Regions from separate parts of the Vulpes vulpes genome. Here region 2 is linked to region 1. A link is a contact called in public Hi-C data. All regions are on one chromosome and are shown on one strand. Each heading gives the region's core, a stretch centred on a gene start, on an enhancer-like site or on the middle of the called end of the contact. The rest is flanking DNA. Distances are from core to core; before and after follow the strand shown.

What was found. A called contact is a pair of places that touch in the nucleus more often than the background predicts.
Region 2: a contact with region 1 is called in a Hi-C map of skeletal muscle, with 4 times the contacts expected there. The contact joins the promoter of AHI1 here to the promoter of MTFR2 in region 1. A contact is called at or near these places in 2 of 3 Hi-C or Micro-C datasets (both in skeletal muscle).

What each region holds. Positions count from the first base shown.
Region 1 is chr1:92,813,148-92,816,297 of VulVul3, reverse strand. It overlaps MTFR2 (mitochondrial fission regulator 2), which reads right to left and starts at 1,642. Exons shown (of 7, transcript XM_025997879.2): 1 at 1,299-1,642; 2 at 572-688. The coding sequence starts at 634.
Region 2 is chr1:93,427,226-93,430,375 of VulVul3, reverse strand. It overlaps AHI1 (Abelson helper integration site 1), which reads right to left and starts at 1,654. Exons shown (of 27, transcript XM_025997872.2): 1 at 1,439-1,654; 2 at 596-658.

The DNA.
Region 1 (3,150 bases), core at 393-2,892:
GCAGAACCAAGCATATTGTCTTAGAAGTAGTAATGCTCCCTAAATAGAGAAAACTGGATTTGCTTATAATTTTCAGACCTATGTCATCCTCTGTCAAGATTTATTCTGAATTTGTTGAGCTATAACTTGCCATTATATATCCAAATACCAAACTTAAATTACATTAAATAAAACCACTAGCTAATTAAAATATTTTTTATCTATGAAGGTCATATCTATATTTTGCTGCATTTGCACCTTTTGCTCACATTTGACCTATCTGGTAAATAAGTTCCTAATAATCTTACCTTTTTTTTTTTTTTAAGTAAACTCTACCTCCAACATGGGGCTGGGACTCACAAGCCAGAGGTCAAGCAAGAGTCGCATGCTCTACCAACTGAGCCAGCAGGTGCTCCTAATCTTATCCTTTTTTTAGCTCAAACTACCAAAGGTATTCTATTGCAAACTCACCCTTTGTTATACCCAAAAGGAGGAACAACCTCACCTTAAATGTTTACATATAGATCATTTTCCAAATAAGACCCAACAACAAATACAATAGGTTGATTCAAATCCATTAAAAGACATTTACCTGATCTATGGGAACACCAAAATATTCCAGCATTTCTCTTAAGATATTCCATATGAGTGACATTGATGAAACAAATACATAAGCGAATTCAGGGAAACATTCTCAGTGTCTTGGTACCTTCAGGAAAAATAATTCAGAAAATATTACTCTCAACAAAAGCATAAAATGACTGCCACAAAACTGTATTAAGTAACCTGGAGGAATCCCTTCGTTCCACATTACACCATCAACTAATTTCTTTTGGCCAGTAGTATTTTGAAGGAAGTCAAAGATGAGGGGGAAGGGCTGGTAAGGGAAACTTCAATTCACCAGTTAAATTGCATTAAAAGTTCATAGGATGTTTAAGCCTTCATTAATGAATCTCAACCAACAAGAGATGGGCAGTTGGCAGGAAAGCCTTTTAGGTTAGTTGCGACCGCGAGGTCCCCGCTCTCCTGAAAGCTCTGGGCTGTGGCGAGGGAGTTCGGCTCAGCCTTGAAAGAAAAGGAGGCAGAGGGCCGGCTCAAGGCTTCTAACAAGTGAACAGCAGCTCTTCCTCTCACACGATCGGGGCACCATCCATCCTCCTCGTTCGTTTACGAGATAAGGAATATGAACCCCAGATATACGATGTGCTTAGTCACCAACTAGTGAGTAAGAGGCCGAGACTAGCGCCCCGCCGTGCCACTCGCTTGGGCCGCAAGCCTCCTCAGGGTCTCTCCTAACCCAGCGTGATCGCCTTGCTCACCCTCCTCCGAAGTCGAGCCTGCAGCCAACCACCGGAACATCAAGCTGCCTCGAGTCCGCAGTCTACGAAGCTGGTAGTGCGCTCGTCCGGCACAGGAGCCTCCGGACGTCAGCCCGTGTCTGCCCACGCGCCTGTTTGCAGCCCACAGACGGTAACGACGCCCCCACCGACCAGGGGCCGGGCACTGGAGCCCCCTCACTCAACCCGGGGGCTTCCGCAGCGGGCGCGGCCCCCAACTCGCGCTTCCCACCCACCCTGCCGCTGGCCCCCAGGACTGACGCCAGCTTCCGCGTTCCTGGACGAAAATCAAACTCCGCGGGCCAACCCCGTGCCCGACCTCATTGGGCAAGCCTGAAAACCGCTGCCTGTGATTGGCTGCGGAATGACGTCAGGCTAGTTACGGTCTTTAGGACGGGCTACTGGGATTTTTCCCGTCATCTTCTGGAGGGCGGTCCTCCCGCGAGGCAGCCAATAGAAGCCCAGAAGCAGCTGGTGGGCGGGGCGGGGCGGGGCGCGCGAGGTGATGGCGACGCACGCGCAAGACGCGTCCTTCGGTTCCTCCAGGCTGAGCTGCGCGTAGACCTTCCGGCGCTTACGAGCCCTTACGGGTTTTGAGCCAAGCGGTCAGTCCGGAGTTCGTGCCAGTTCGCAGAGAAAGTGTATCGTCCCTTCCACCCAGACCCTAAGCGGGGCCGCTCTCCCAAGTCCTCTTGCCGTGGGGTCGCTATCTTACCGTTTGATCGTTGCATTCAACGAACATCTATTACGTGCTTACGGGACTAGCAGAAGCTAATAAGCAGGCCTCGGGGAAGCCGTAGCTTCCCAGTACTTAGAACGTTCACTACCCAAACGCTCCTGGCTATCGAGGCTACCAGATAGGTGCCACACATTAACTGGGCCCAGCCAGAGGATACCAAAAGGGAAGCTGAGGGTATCCCCTGATCCGGGGAGGATATTCAATTTCTAAAATTCTGACCTGGGATTACTGGCTTCATAAAAGCTTCCCTTTTTTATGTATTTCAGGGAGGAATGCAATGAAGTGACGTAAAATTCAGTCAATTGCGCCCAGGGCAGTATTTTTAAACTAATTTCTCTATGGCCCACATTTATTCAACACTGAATGTCTGTTAAATGTGCCAGGCACACAAGGAACACAAAATGGGGAAGACCGGTAAGGTCCTTGCCCTGCATCCTGGTGGAGACGTTAGGCTCTCCCGGAGATACCTTTTTAAAATAATATCTCTCTCGGCACTTATTGCCATGTATATCCATGCTCCCCCCTATCGCCAAAACTAGAATGTAAACTCCACAAGTTACTTTTAGACCCATGTGGTTTCTATAGCGCTTTAGAAATACCTATGTATGGCAGCGCGGGTCTGGCTTAGTGGGGCATGCAAGTCCTCATCTCATGAAAGGTCATGAATGAGTTGGGCCTCTGCCTTGGTGTAGAGCTTACTTAAAAAAAAAAAAAAAGTAACAAAACACTCAGAAGAGTGGCTAGTATATACAATGGGCAATCAATACTTGGTTGAATAAAGTAACTGGATAGGAGATGAGGGAAAACAGACACCAGAAATGACTTTTAACTACAATTGGCAGACTACCTCTATGGTCCAAACTAGATTAAAGGATGAAATTAGGAGAAGGCTGTTGGACACTGTGTAAGTAGAAGGCAATTAGATTACAATCCTACATGCAATCAGTAAATTGCAATTTTCTCAAGTTCCTTGTTCTTCCCTTTTGCCCTCGTTAAGTAAATAAATCATGATCTTGTAACCTCTTCCCTTTCCAGTCTTATCAAACAGCACCTAATTAAGGCCAGAACACTTCCCTTGAGAACATCAGAATAGGA
Region 2 (3,150 bases), core at 405-2,904, 610 kb before region 1:
ACCCAGGCTGCCCTCACATATGCCATTTTAAAGCTACTCCCTCACAAACCCTTTTATAGGAGCTGCTAAGAAATACTAGTAAGGAAAATCAACTGCACTACGTTTCATCTCATTTTTCATTTTCTCTAAACATCTGATTATCGGCCAATAAATGTCTAAAGATCAAGGGGAGAAGCTATAGAGGCCTGGATAATTCACCTTTTAACCAAATGTTATAGCACAAGGGAAAAAAAAAAAAGGAACAAACAAAAACCCTGTATGCATAATTCAACTAATCAAATAGTCTCCATAAGTAAACAAGATTCTAAATATGGTTTTAAAAAACTCTGGGTGTTGGGATTTTTCAAAAATATTTCTTAGAAATCGCCCAGCGTTCTCAAAACGAGCAATCTTTTCCCAGGAAGTCCAAGCAAGTTAATGCAACAGGTGAAAAAAATGTTAGCATCCTTTTCTCAAAAAAGTAAAAGCCATATACTCCAGTGAGTCTATGATTTCACAGAGATGCTGGAATACAGCACGACCACCGGTAGCGGTTCTAAACAGGGTAATTTTTTCTATCTGTATGCGACCCTGATAAATGTAGCACACTGATCACCTTTTCTCGGATGTAATTAAGAAGGCATTTCACAGATTCGAAATTCAGCACCAGGTTGACACCCTAAAAGGAAATAAACGGAGTTAGTGCGTATCCGACTTAAAGGCTCTAAAGCCAGAACCCGGAGTGGGCGGGGCAAAGACCGCATCCCTCCGCGGGGGGTGTGGACGCCGCGCCGAGCACTAAGGCGGCCGCAGCCCCGGGAAAGGCGCGGGAACCAACTCGGCGGTGCTCTCTGGAAGCTACACCGCAGGGCTCCGCGGCCCTCGGCGGCCCCGCCCCGGCCCCCGGCGCGCCAAGCAGCGCTCCCCCTCCCCCGAGCCACCGCCCTCCACAGGGCCGGGCAGGCCAGGCGCCAGGCCCGGGTCCGCTACCCGCGGGCCTGCGGCGTACTCACGGACAACGGAGCCCAGAGCGGCCGACAGCCCGTCCCGCCGGCGCCAACGCTGCGACTGCGCGAAGCGGCTCCCCACGCCGGGCGGGGCGGACGCCAGGCACTCGCGCAGCCGCCCACCCGCCAGCCGCTAGGGCTCTGAGAGCCGGCCTGGTGCCGCAGTGCGGGCAGCGCCCGCTGACGTCAGCACCTGCCTACGCCGCCGTCCCCGTGGCAACCGAAGCGGCCCGCCCTCCCGCCGGCCGCGGCCCCGCCCCCGCCCCGCCTGCGCCGCCGCCCCGAGCTCCTGCGCCCGGCGCCTGCGGAGCTGATGCGCGCGCCCGCCCGCGGGCCTCCTCGTGCCCGCGTAGACAGCGCGAGGCCGTGGCCCTCCGACGCCGGACTCCCGTCCCTGAGCGCGAAGGAGCCCTGCGAATGCGTAGTAGGGTCCGAGCCCATCTGGTCGTCACCTCGGAGAAAGCGTTCAGTCTCTCAGAACCGCAGCCGGCGCCGAGCGAGAGGGGCGCCCGCCCAGGCCGAGCAGCACGAACCAGGCCCAGCGGCCGGCGCGTCCCCGCCCCGAGGTGCAGCTCCCTTTAGGCGCGGAGCGTGGTCTTACTGCGGGCCAGCCCTGCGGGGGCGGCCGGTAATGCTGTGGCGCCGTTGCTGCGCTACGTGTTGGGAGCAGAACGGAAAGAAAACCCGCATCTTTTCTGTACCCGGTGCCCCCTCCCACCTTCTGTTTTCTGCCGCAGGCGCCATTTTTAGCTCTGAGTCACCGAGGATGGAAAAATACTACGGGTCCTTGCCCAGCTCCGGAATCTCCTGCGGTTGCAGTTGTGCCCGGCACTATGACCTGTTGCTTAGTCTGTGAAGTGAGAGTGTTGTGCATGTTTCTTCAGGGGCCAGCTTTTCTGTTTATATTAGCATCGCCGCGCTACAAAACATGTTCCATTTTGTTTCTCCAAATCCTGTGAAAATTGGGTGACAAATATTACCAATCCAGTGCATCTTAAACCGAGTTGTTCTGTTCGACTTCCCACCTGAAACCTACTGTTCTTTCTGGATCGCTGTTTCGATCAAGCCACCAGCATCCTCCCACTGTTCAGAATCCCTGCAGAGCATCCTAAATGCCTCTTACACCAAATTATATCCATTCTACTCTTTTAACACCTCCCATCTTAACACTTAGCCGTCTTGACTCCAGCTGCCTCATGCCAGCCTTCATCACTTCTATTGTGAGATGGCCTCTTTACCAGTCCCCTGATTCCAGTTTTGATTCCCAAATGCCATCCTCCATACTGCTACCAGAATGATCTCGCTAAAAGTGTGGATCTGATAATGCCACTGTCCTGAAAATTCTTCAAAGGATTAGCTGTAAGAGAAAATGTAGTTACTTTGCCTAGGATGTAAGACACTTCCATCTACCTGACTAGTTTCTTCTTTCATTGCCTCCTTTCAGTGCCATTCTTCAGCAATATTGAATTACGTGAAACATGCAAAAGAATCCATACCCTCTCATGTCCCTATTCTTGTACATATTGTTTCCTTTCTCTGAAAAAAATCATTTTTTTAAAAGATTTTGTTTGTTTATTCATGATAGAGGCAGAAACATAGGCAGAGGTAAAAGTAGGCTCCCAGCGGGGATCCCGATGTAGGACTCAATCCCAGGACCCCGGTATCAGGACCTGAGCCAAAGTCAGACACTCAGCCACTGAGTCATGCAGGTGCCCCATGAAAAATCTCTCCTTGTAAACTCTTACACTTCCATATCAGACCCAAACCTTGTCCATACTTGGAATCCATCTACTTTTTCCCCCCTAGAGCCCTGTTAAAGAGATGTAAGGAGCAATGAGCATGTAGTTCCTAGATCTTGGTTTCTAAACACCATTTTCTACTAAAAGAAACTAGACCCTCTTGGGGAAATGATTGATTCAGAAGAGGAGCAGGGGACGTACAACATGAGCCTGAAAAATCTTGTACCAGAAATTAAAGAAGTTTTTACAGACTGGTGGAAGATATGAAAGGGAAAGAGAAGCCAGCTTGAAGGAGCCTCCATTGGCCCCATCTGGGTCAATTTGAACACAATTATCATAATGTTAATAGATTATGATCTGCTAAATAAAATAGGAATACTTGAGTCTATACTGAAATAAATACATGGGTATTTTTAAATGGGCAT